Regions from separate parts of the Zea mays genome. Here region 2 is linked to region 1. The links are chromatin contacts, called in public Hi-C maps. All regions are on one chromosome and are shown on one strand. The core of a region is the stretch at or near the end of the contact, and the rest is flanking DNA. Distances in the headings are between cores, read along the strand shown. Region 1 overlaps LOC103641501 (probable E3 ubiquitin-protein ligase HIP1). Region 2 holds the start of LOC100383330.

Region 1 (6,659 bases), core at 3,014-5,513:
TGGCATGCATCTACAAGTTGCAAGTAACAATAAATGAAGGGGTAACAACTACAAATTGCAGTGTAATATGATCATGTTAGTTAACTTACAAATTCAAATTTGCTCCAATTCTGCTCACAACTGGATGATGAAGCACAATGACTAACAATCCGTCCTGCAAACTTATATAACTCAATGGTTCGACCACCATATGCAAGCCACCAATCAACTGAAATGGCAAAATAGGTTGGATTTATATGATGGAAATTAAGTTATGCATGCTGGAAGTAACAATTAAAGTGGTACTTTTAGAATACTCACGTGAGTTTCTTGTTTGAGCATTTTTAATGGCCATTGGGTTTGCAAATGCTTCTTTTTGGTTCTCATAAAGGACTGCCTGAGCATCAATTTTTTCTCTAAGGTCCTCATCTACCACCATTTGAACAAGTACATAATTGAAGCAACCCCTTAGCTCTAGAATTTTCCAGGGTTCAAGTAGAGTGCTGCTCCATACAACGGAGTATCCATTTGTTTCACCCAACGACTGTCAACAATTTTCATGATGCGGTTTAGACAAGCTTTCTTGCTTTGAATAGAGAATGATGAAGTAATCTTTTGCTTTGCTATCTTCATAGCTGCTGCCACTTTAGGCATGGCTGGCTTCTCATCACCATCAACCAATCTAAGCACAACAAGTAGTGGTAAAGAAGCTTTAAGGCAGTCCTCAACCGAATGCCAACTCTGTTGAGAAAACAATGTCATACTTTTTTCCCTGCTTCTGTTTTAGCTACTTTGGAGCGAGTGAAAACATCACCAGAAAACAATGCTCTCAATCGATCCTTGTGCTTATGTAAACTCCTCAAGGTGAGGAATGCAGTAGCAAATTTAGTAGCAGCAGGCCTCACAAGATCCATACCTTTTGTATGCACCCTCATCTCACTTAGAATTCTCCTATGTCTATATATGAATGTTGTGACATGACAGACACGTGCAATAGGCTTCTTAAAATCCTTCAGTTTTTCTATGGCCTCCAGCATAAAGTCTAAGCAGTGAGCAGCACAAGGGTCCAAAACAAGGTAGGAGTGGTCTGAACCAGAATGCGCCCTGCAGCCTTGTAGTTAGCACCATTGTCAGCTACGACCTGTATGACCTTATCCCTTCCAATCTGCTCAATGTCTTATATCTAGTAGTTCTGCAAGCATCATCACATCATGAGACTCATCGATGCATCCACTGATTCTAAAAAGAATGTACCTTTAGGGCTGTTAACTAGGAAGTTGATCAAATGTCGACCCCTTCTGTCTGTCCATCCATCTGACATGAGGGTGCAGCCATATTGACTCCATGCATCCTCATGCTTCTTCTCACCATCTATCTCTTTGACAGCCTTCACAAGCAATGGTTCTCATGGCTCATGGAAACTAGGGGGTTTGAACCCCGTACCATACTGTGCAATGGCCTCTACAGCTACCTCAAACTGTCTTGAGTTGGCAGCATTGAAGGGTATGCCACACTCAAAAAACTTGGCTATCTTCATACAAACAGCTTCTCCTTTTTCTTTAGGCTTCATTGCAGCACTGATGGTTCTTTGAGTTGCCCCCTTGGCATACCTTTCCGCTACAATCTCTTGGGGTGTACGTCAGAGCAAAGTTGTAGTGGGCTTCTTTGTTGCCCCAACGTTAATGGCTTGCTTGATAATTCTGTTCTCTAGATGATGACCCAATTATTTCTACAACATCATCATTTTCGTTCTCATTTGATTCAGCTTCATCAAAGTACTGTCCTTTTGGTCTAATCCCTTTTTCCTTCATCCAAAGCCTCCTTTAACTCTAGCAATTGCAGTTGTGGTATTGGGACAGTTGAGGATATCTTTGTATCCACTCACAAGATTTTTCTTCACTCTCAAGATTCCTCCTTTAATCTGCCTTGGGCAAAGGGCACATTGGATCAACTCTCGCTTGCCAGGCTCTACATAATAATAATACTTCCAGCCTGGATCATCAGATTTGGGCTTCCTTTTTGGAACTTTCAGTGGATCATATCCATCACTTTGTATTTGAGAACCAGCTGCAGATGCTTCCGTGCTAAAATCAGCCATTTCCCCTCTTATCCCTGCTTCTGCAAATAATGAAATGCATATGTTCAGAACACATCAAGCCAGCAACAAGATTGTGCTGTCCACTGTCCAATACACAGATTAACCATGTTAAGTTTAATCATGCCAGCAACAATGAAGATTGTGCTTTTACGGCCTATGCTGTCGAACACCTAGGCTGCAGAGAACTACGGGAGCAAGTTTCATCTGTGCTGAGAACTATGGGAGCAGAGAATTACGGACACCTGGATGAGAGGTCAAGTTGCCATAGCTTGCAGAGAACTACGGGAGCAGAAGACGACTCATACCAGAGGAGCATTGGGGGCACATACCAGACGAGCAGCATACGTCGGTTGGCCGTCGGCCCGGATCGGTGCAGGCGCGTGCTTCCTGAGCCGGTGGCGTGTGTGTCAGGGCGGAGCTTCCTGAGCCAGCGGCGCGTGCGTTGTGCAGACCTTGCCCTAGTGTGAGGTGGAGCTGAGCCGACGACGAGGCTGAGCACCAGGCGATGGCGGCCAGGCACCAGGCGTCAGGCGACGACTGTAGGCCTTGCGTACTGGACTCTGGACTCTGGAGGCGCTGCGACGGCTGGAAACTGAGCAGACTTTTGGGAGTGGCGAGAGACTGAGATGGGCCGTTGGGCTCAATTTCTAAGACCGGGCCGGGCCAAATGTCACAGGCTAGGGATAAAACGACGCGACGTTCCACTGCAAATAGCGTTTAAACGCTAAAACACTACGTTTAAACGTCATAAAACGATGTTTTACGACCAATTTTAAAACATTCCAACATTTAACAGCCCTAACAGCGTTTTGATGACGTTTAAACGTCGTTTTAATAACCATGCTTGGAAGGTGGTCCCTGCTGTGTGTTGAGTGTCCGCAGAAGCGTTGGCCTGTCTTTCTTTTTAATTGTTAATGGGATGATGTGTGGTTGCATGTTGCAGCCTGTCTTTTATATGTCTGTGGCTGCGATACTCTTGTCAAAGTTTAGGCGTTACTATAATAATTGTTTTGGGAGCATCTCTTGTTTTGTTTGGTGCTCTTGCTTAGAACGGGTTTATTGTTTTTTCCCAATCTCTTTATTGATTCTACTGATGTAATTCCAGACATCAATGGTAGCTCATTGGCACTACTGAACTTTGTTGACCTTGAACATTACAGGAAGACTACGCGGAAGGCGAGGACTTGGGCAGACTGGACTGTGGTCACGACTTCCACACCGCATGCATCAAACAATGGCTGGTTATAAAAAATGTGTGCCCAATCTGCAAGAAAACAGCACTGGACGCCTAAGACATGGCTGCATTTTCCCTCCCTAGGGAAAATCCGGTAGCCGGCACTAAGGGCAAGTGGTTGTCATCTAACCACACCATGCACCCAAAGACTAGCAACTGGTTACAAGCATGTTACACCTTCCCATTATCAACACACATGTGGGAATTTATACTATAGGTGGTACATGGCACTTACCTGAAGCCAATGGCTGTAGACCCCGGAGTTTCATCCTTGTTTTGTTTAAACCTAGATTTGGGATTTATAATTTATTGAATGACATTCGATTTACTTGGGCAATCAGCAATACCTGCTATCATCATTAATCGCTAATCATCTGTGTTTTTTTATTGCTTGATTTGGGGGTGAGGCTAGCAAGTTGTAGTCCCTTCACCTTGATTCTGTATTTTACCCCTTTGGTCTTGGGTTCCTTGGTAGTGTAACTCGTTTCGTAGCAGGAGGAAACCATTGTCTACTGTGCACTGTAAGCATAAGGTGCATCATTTTGTACCCAGAAATGTGCTCGTTTCTTGTTCCATAAATATAATAATAGTGGTCCTGATACACAGCTTTACGGAAGTACAAGTAGGACCCTTGTTTATTCATTCAAATCTGTCGGCACACCGCTGGTTGCGCTGGCAGGTGCTGCTGTCCTCGATCTCGCCGGAGATCTCCTCTACCCCTTGGACTCCGCCACGAGGAACGGGAATATGAAGCCGATGACATTCCATCCGGCAACAGACTTGTCTGCAGCCGCCTTTCAGCAAAGATCCCTGCTGGCATGGTAAAGGTGGTGGAGCTGGGCCCGAAGTTGGCGAAGAAGGTGAAATCGTTCATGACGAGATGGAGCCAACGTTGTACCGGGCGTCGTCCACCGCCAGGTGATGTCCAGCGCATGAACCAGCACACCTTCGTGCTCAGCAGGTGCAGGCCATGCCGGTTGGCGAACTGCTAGGACAAGAGCCCGTACTCCTCGCGGCAGCGCTTCCTCGCCTTTTGCTGCTCCTTGGCAACGTTGAGCACACGCGACATGTCGTACCGTGCCGTCTCGGGCATCTTCATGCGGCAGTGCTAGTTATAGATGGCCAATAAGTATGAGGCCCATGAGTTCGGCACGAAGCCCACTATTTAAGTCTGATTCGAGCCTGGCATGAATAAGTGGGCCAGACTCGGACATGAAACTAAGCACGGTGGGCTAGCTCGACATAACCTGTTTACCTTTAAATCCGTTTTTTTTTCACTAAAACGTACTTACTGGACCACTTAGCCGTTTTTCGGCCCGTTTTCTCCGTGCTAAACGGACCGGCTCGGCCCGATTAGCCTGCTGCGGGCTAGGCTCAGGCAGAAAATTGAACCCACGGGCTTAGACGGTCTGGCCCGGTTTTCTAACCGTGCTTGACGGACCGCGCCCAAAACAGGTCGAGCTTCACTGGGCCTGAACCGAACCGGGTGGACCGTTTGGGCGAGTAGCACCGGGACACGGTGCTGAACATGAATGGAGACGATGCCACCGGTGAGGTTGCCGAAGCCCTGTATGGCGAAATCGGCCGGGATGAAGGCGCCACGCGTCCACTACTCCACTTGTTGGCGTACTCGGACATGAACATGATGGTCGCGGACAGCAGGTAGTCGCCGCCGATGCCTAAACCGAGCAAGAAGCAGAAGCAGAGCATGGCCATGGCGCCCTTGGGTGTGGACCCGAACAAGAGGCCGGATGCGAGGCAGACCATGAGCATCAGCGTCACGCCGTACACCTTGTGGTCCATCTTGTCGCCGAGCTAGCCGAAGAAGAGCTGCCCGGCGAGCGTGCCGCAGAACGCGACGTCGTTGGTTGCGGCGGAGACGTTGGGCGGGAACGAACCGAGGGTCGAAGCAAGTAGATGCGGCCAAGGAGCTTGGTGACGAGGGAGATCGGAGAAGAGACATAGGCGTCGGTGAAGAAGCCCAGCGGCGGTACTGAGAAATCAGGGGCCCGGAGCAAGATACAAATTGAGGGTCCTTCTAGATTTCATGATTATATATATGCTGCAAATTTTAAAAAATGATTGTGAATTTAAACCAACAGTTGAGTCCCATATCATGTTATTAGAAAAGATCAATTATTTAGGAAATAAAAAATTAAAAATAGTATACAAAATAAGGATAGAGCTCCACAATAAGGTTTTATATTTGGGATCCGAGAGACAGAGTCCTATAATTATTTAATGTTTTTTTTGTAAAATAGAACCTATGTTGGAGCAATGTTTTGGTATCACAGTCCTATCTTGTAAAATATAACCATATTTAAGATCCTTCTTGGTGATGCTCTTTTGGTACACCAAAATTAAATAAATTAAAAATTATACCCATTAAGTGGCACTCACAAATAGTCAATAAAATCAAACTTTCACCAATTAGCAAATCATGATGCAATATACTGATTCGCCGTTTGGTCTTGTTTTCGTCGTCGGAATCGCACCACCAGACATCAAACTCATACTCTAAGGACGCATATGATATACCGCAGTGGGGCCCTTGGAACCGGGGGCCAGGGTGGCCGCCCTGCTCGCCCCCTCCAGGGCCGGCACTGAAGAAGCCCATGCCGGTGATCACTACCGTGTTGCGTCCAGCGCGTGGAGCACCTATGATCTTGTGCCATTTCCGCGACGATCAAGTTGGCTAGGCAATCACTCGTTCTTTCATCGGCTGCTCGATGTTAGCGGTAATTGCTGCTACTTAGGATATGTTTGGTCAAGTAAGGATGGAAGGAGACGACTATATTTCTATGATGTTTGAATAAAGGATACATGATAAACACCAGATCAATTTTCGGTGGCGATGAGGTAAAAAAAAAAATCAGTGGACGGTACACCTTCGCCCCTCCTACGGTCTCAAAAAAAAGCATGCAACTGAAAAAAGAGCTCTTGCGTTGCCTCCCAACTTTATCCTTATCTACCCCCTCTCATACTTATCTTGGCGGCAGATCTTAGCAGGCGGGAGCCATCGCACGCGGTCGGTTGTCGCGGGCAGCCAGGCATAGGCGAGTGTCCAGGCGAGCGGTCGGCCAGGCGCACATCACCACATCGGCCAGGACCGCATCGGCAAGGCACACATCACCGCCCTGCCGGCTGCCTTTCGGGTACGTGCCGCCTGCACTACCAGAATCAGGCTCTTTGAGGCACTCGGCAAAGCCTGGAAAACACTCAGCGAAGTCTTTGCCGAGTGTGACACTCGGTAAAGAGAGCTCGACGAACAGTACATCAGCAACGACTTCTTTGCCGAGTACTTTTTATCGGGCACTCGACAAAGACTTTGCCGAGTGTCACTAGTTA
Region 2 (6,142 bases), core at 304-2,803, 250 kb after region 1:
TAGTTCACCAAAGTCAACCACACGAAACATAGTACTCAAGCTAAAAGTCATCCTGCACCAAGTCCTTCCTCTCTATGTCCTTGTCATACTATAATTTTATATACAGAAATATGAGATACAATTTTGCATACAGAAATACCGGATACACTTATGGGCAGGGCAGTGAGCTGACTAACAATGTCAAAACGGGATATACCATATTTGAATACGGTACGATGCTGTATTAATGCGGGATAAACGAAAACGATCAAGATATGGCCTAAACTGTTTTCATTCTGTTTTCGTTTTTTTCAATCCTTTTTCATACCGTTTTCACATTTGTCTGAAAATACGAATCCGAGTGGGGTAAATATAAAAATCGGTACGGAACAGGGTTTTTCCCAACGGTTTACGTCCCTAACCTTATGGTCTGGACATGGCAAATGGACAAGAATGCGTAGTTCAAGTGTTGAGGAACTAGATAACAGCAAACATCATTAGCAGTAAGCGGCTCCCAATATATATAGCATATACTTAGGATAACTTGTGTCTAGACAAGAACATGTGGCAAATTCAAATATTTTAAGCAAAATCACACATGGATTTTTGCCACTCACAATGTTGTCTTCTTGTTATAATTACCACTGTATCTATGAATTGTGGGTCCAGCTGGGTCTATGAAATGTGGGCCTGATGGCAATTTTACAAACATGTTTCTTGCTGATGGCAAATATCAGAATCTCTCATTTAGAAGAACACATCCGACCTGGCATCCAAGTAACTACCTAATCTATAAATAAAAGACAAATATAAACACCTCCAAGAACCTACAGAATGACACTCATGAAACACTACTGTTTAGCATTGAAAACCAAACACTAAAGATGGTAACTTCGTCGTTTCTGCCAACTTCCTTGCACGTAGAAACCTTAATCATCTATCTATTTAATAAAAGGGCTAAAATGCAAATCCCAAACCAACCACCGAAAAGAACAGAAGAACATCAAACTACTCCCAGTAGCAACCGTGACCAGTGAGATGCATCTCTAATCCTCAGAGGCCCATCGACGGAAAAATGGCAATGGCAAAACCCAACCTTACGGACCAAAGAAACCAAAACCATCGACGAACTCAAGATCAGCAACACCCTCACCTGAGCTCCGGCGGCACCGCGGCACCTGCTGACCTCGTCCATCCTCGCGCCAAACATGAGCCCGTCGATCCCGGAGAAGAACGACGCGCCGTCACCGCCGCCGCCAAATACCCTCCTCTCCGCCGCCGCCGCTGCCGCCGCCGCGCCCTCCATCGTTGGCGGCGCGCTGCCACTGCGCAGAGGGTCCCACCCACGCAGCGCCTCCCCTCCATCGCCACAGCCGACACCGCCGTCGCCGAATGGAGCCATCTTCTTCGCCTCCTCTCACAACGCCGCACGCGCGCGCTCGCGAAAAAATAGATTGGGTTTGAACGAAACCACCTGCAAAAGGGGCGGGGAACAAATGAGCGCGCCCCGGTGGCCAGGGTGGGTGGCGGCGCCCTTTTTTCTCTAGGGTTAGGGTTTCCGGGGTTTTAGGCTCTGGGTTTAGAGGGGCGGGAGGGAATGGAAATCTTGGCATCGCTAGGACTAGGATTCGGCGCCGGGAAAGCCGGAGATAGGAGTGAAATTACCTTCAGGAACAGTGCTTCGTTGCTGGTTTCTCTAGTCTAGTTTCCATGAAAAAAACAGTACGCCGTATAATTGAGTAATGAAAACGGTACCTATTCGGATACATTTATTTTGGACTTTTTTTTATAGTGAATAGATATGATATAGAATCTGCTTTGCAAATTAATATTCTGATTTTTAACATTAAGATTGTAAAAATTTATATAAAATAAACTTTAAATTTATCATATATCTTATCAGATGGTAGATATAAAATTCGGTTAGCATTTGAATATGGATACGGATACATTTTTGTATCTTTTTGTTGTAGGGAGCAAATAATGTATAAAACAATTTATGCAAAATTTCATTCATATATGTAATACAATGTGCTTGATAGCACAAGAAAATATTAGCATCAAATTTTATACATATATTTTATTCTTATATGTTAGCGTTCTCGTAGCTGCCGCTCTAGCAACAAACCCCATCCATTTCGCAACAACCTTCGTCCGCTTCTTCCGTCGTTGCACCGCCATCGGCGAGGAGGATTAGAGCGCTCGCCTTCAAATAAGGATGTTCACTAGGTGATAAAAGTTGCATCGAGTCCAGCTAACTCTGAACCTCCGCGTCGCCCCTAGGGACCAGGACCCCGTCTCTTAGCTCACTCGTCTTCCGCTTCAGCGCGAGCTCTGCTCCGCTCCTCCCATCCCATGGGCAACATGGCATCAACGGTAGATCTACCTAGTGTGCGCTTCATTTGGTCACTGTTGTTCTCGTCGGGTCTATTATTGTAGAGACCGCTCTAATTGTCGTGTTTTTCGCAGGGGACGTCCACATACAAGGACACAAACTTCTCAAATAAGCAAGCCAAGCTGCTCAAGACACAGAAGTTCCCGTCCGAGCTTGACCATCTGGCCAGTTCGTTCTTTCACGCATACTATTTGTTTCTCAATTTGGTTGTAACGAGCGCATAATACTTTGGGGATATATAGCTGTTGTCTGCAAGGGCTTCCTCTGATTCAGCGATTTTGTGCTTGGTAGGTGGATACGTCAAAGGTCAAGTTGGACGTGATGAAGCCTTGGATTGCCAAGTGGGTCACTAAGCTACTTGGGTTCGACGTATGTTTCTAATCCATCCAGAGGTAGTTACATTTTCCACTGAAAATTAGCCCGGGTGCTACAGTCGTCTTGTTGCTTGTGAGCTTGCGCCCTTTTCTTCTTTTTGTAGGGTCTTTACTTAACGAGAACCCCAACAACGATAGGAACAAGATATGGCAGAAAAGCTCTTGAGAGTTATTTTGGAAAACACTTCCTTTTCTCCATTCATTTCTGAATCCCTTCAACATAGTGTGTAGTTCGTGCATTCCACACATCACCAAATGTGGCGAGGTCTTATACAGATTTCTAGCCATTTAACTGTGGAACATTGCTAGAGCATAACTATGAAAAAGTTTTGTTCATGCCAAATTCATTTCACATTGAATTTTAAGTGAAACCAACTATACAATTGGAAATGAGTAAAGGCTCTGTAAAAGCGGAAAATGATTTTATTGTTTAATGTGATACTCTAAAGGCAAGAGCAAGTATATATTTCAGTAAGAATGTTAAGCATTAGAGGATAAACTTGTTGTATTTGGTATTTCAGGAATGATCTTGCTGGAGCACTTATGCTTTTCTATGGCTTGCTAAACTTGGAGAAAATTGTTAAGCCATCGCCATAAATGAATTTGCATGTGTTACTTATGAAATCTCAATGATGATTTTGGTTAGGGCATCAGACCTACACCATCTTCTCTCTCCCAACTCCTAAGCCAAAACATTGTCTACAATTTAATTCGGGCATAGGGGCTCCTTTTTCAACTCATTTTCGGTCTTTTGGCTAAGATCAAGTGTAATATTTGTTTTACCAGTTCAATATCTGGTATATGAACAATTTGTTCACTTTGACATTAAATTCATTCATTATGGGTATTTTTATGTGGAGGGTCTATTAAGACTCCTAAGTGTCGCTTAATCACCCAACCAATATCATCAAATATGGTTGAGTACCGTCGCAACACACGAGTATTAGACTAGTAATTCTTAATCAACGAGTATTCAACCTCTCACCTATAAAACACATTTTCTACTATTTAAATTATTAAAAAAATGTTTAAATGATCTATAAGCGAATCTAGAGGTGGGACAATAGGGGTTGAGCTTGAGCCCCTCCTATCGCCGGTAAGCCCAAGAGCCCCCTAATCCTTCATAGTTTTTTTAGTCGTTGAAACTTATTTTTCCACAATCGGAGCTAGAAGTAGAGATTGAACTGACGTTGGAAGGGTTAAGACAAGTGAAAAACACTTCTTGAGCTAGCGATCCTTTGGGCATTAGTTTAAATGGCAATGTTGGTTACTTATCGAAGTTCATGCGATGAACCATAACAGTTGTCACACCCGATTTTAGGGCCAAAATCGAATACATAGTATATGTGCCATGATTTATTTCCACACAAATGTTGAGGTCACAAGTGTGATATTTCAAAAGACAATGCTCAAATCGTAAATAAAATGCGAACACAAGGTTGATTTGTCCCTTGTGGTTCGGTTTGATGATAAGCGACTGTCAGCGGATAGCGTTTCGGGTTGAGTCGTGGACTACCCGACATGTGAGTTATGTGTGTGCAAACATGTCTATCGGCTCGTGGTGTGCAGGTGAGGAGCACAAGGACGGTGGTCGACGGCGAAGATGAAGGTCATGCGAGGTTCGTGTCGGTGGACCAGGAGCGGTGAAGGACAAGCGTTGGGCATTGAAGCGAAGGGCTACACCGTTTAAAAGGGGGCTCCTTGACATTTCGCAAAGGCAACCCTGCCGGCTCGGACAGTTCCGAACAACGACAATCCCGGCAAGGTCAAAGACCTGGCATCACAGGGCGAAGGGTACCACGCACGGGCGAGGGCCACGCCGCCCAACAGCGGGCCCAGGCCGTGTTCTGTTGTCATTCGGGTCCATTTGTAAGCCCCTCCTTGGGGTAGGGTTTGTAGTGCATTTGATCAGGCTGTACTTAACATCGCTGTAATGACCCCATAAGGGGGAATATTCCATAGTTGTAGCAGGTAATCGAGGTCATAGCTATGATTATGACGACATTCCCACCTACTCGGATACCTATAAATATTCCAGCACTGTATACTGATGGGACACGCTGAACAAGACGATGCAATTCCCCGCACACTGTTCTGTTGAGCATCAAAGTTCCCCCTTTCCCGACTGATTGGGCCCACTTGACCACGCGTTAGTTGGTACCAGCATTTGCCACCCATCGTTCGTGATACGACAAAACAATCCCGCGATGGCCCCAAGAAAGCGACTTCCAAGGCCACCACCTCTCTTGATGACGCGACGAAGGCGTCCCTCACTGACAAGAAATGCAAGGCAGCCCTCACCATCGACGCTCCCCAAGATGCACCCGAAAACAACAACGAAGCGGTCAACAGCAAGCATCCTCGAACAGAGAACCCACCCAGCCTCGGAGGCTGATGACATCATCGAGGACAACGAGGTCCTGGGCATCTTAGATGAAGACCAGCTAACGTTACGAGCACTTCTCACTAAAAATAATCACCTACAAAAATAGAAGGAGATACTCGCGGCCAAGCAGCAGTGCACCAACATGCAAGCCAAAGTAAGGCAGATGATCCTAGAAGAAGAACAGAAAGCCAGAGAGCTGGAGCAGCAAATCATAGAAATGCAGGGCGAAGACCCCTGCCACCAGCAACAGGCCCCCGCGCTCAACTTAAACCCTCGTCACCCCCAAATACCAGCCTTCGCACCAGCTACCTTCCAAGGGTTGAATTACCTTGATGACAAAGCCCTCTTGCACTACAACTTCATGCCTCCCCTTGGCCGCAAAATTACAAAGCAGACACTTACCCAAAGTACAATGGCAGTACAGACCCAACTCAGTACATCATGAGTTTCAGGTCACAATCGCATCATCTCGGGGGGGGGGGGGGTGACGCCACCATGGCCAAGTCATTCATCATAGCCCTCGGGGGGGCAGCTCTCACATGGTATTCAAGGTTGCCGCCATTATTAATTGATTCATGGAAGACACTCCGCGTCAAATTTCTGTTGAACTTTCAAGGTTACAGACCTGAAACTGACGTGTTGGCAGAACTCTCGCTTTGTAGGCAGCAAGAGAAGGAAAGCCTTCGTGAATATTACAAAAAGTTTCTCCTGTTAAAATCACAACTGCCCTCGGTTGATGACTATATAGCCATACACTATGCAATTAGCGGCCTTTGGCAGGCATCTTATACAACCACTACATAAAAGATTTACTAATTAACCTACAGGAGTTGTACCAGCTTTTTGAAAAATATGTCCGATCAGAAGAGCTCCACCAAAGAAAAGTCGAGTCTCAGCGAAGTGTTCGTGTTCTTCGTTCTCTCACCCTTCCATGGAAGATTCGTTCATATCTTTTTGGTGTGTAGATTTTGAGAAGTGCCCTTCTCAGATCTACTACTTTGAACCCTG

What was found. A called contact is a pair of places that touch in the nucleus more often than the background predicts.
Region 2: a contact with region 1 is called in a Hi-C map of ear, with 2.8 times the contacts expected there. The contact joins the promoter of LOC100383330 here to the enhancer-like site in region 1. A contact is called at or near these places in 4 of 25 Hi-C or Micro-C datasets (bundle sheath, ear, leaf and 1 more).

What each region holds. Positions count from the first base shown.
Region 1 is chr10:102,089,623-102,096,281 of Zm-B73-REFERENCE-NAM-5.0, forward strand. It overlaps LOC103641501 (probable E3 ubiquitin-protein ligase HIP1), which reads left to right. Exons shown (of 7, transcript XM_020545835.3): 7 at 3,238-3,698. The coding sequence ends at 3,369. It also overlaps the pseudogene LOC103642673. Among protein-coding and RNA genes, the nearest start is that of LOC103641501, 11 kb to the left of the region's middle. Within about 2 kb of position 4,264, at least 18 of the 20 cell types and tissues checked have an H3K27ac peak or open chromatin away from gene starts, as enhancers often do. A contact at or near this core is called in ear, leaf and tassel, where this site is marked.
Region 2 is chr10:102,342,365-102,348,506 of Zm-B73-REFERENCE-NAM-5.0, forward strand. It overlaps LOC100383330, which reads right to left and starts at 1,554. Exons shown (of 9, transcript NM_001361998.1): 1 at 1,133-1,554. The coding sequence starts at 1,381. It also overlaps the pseudogene LOC111590416.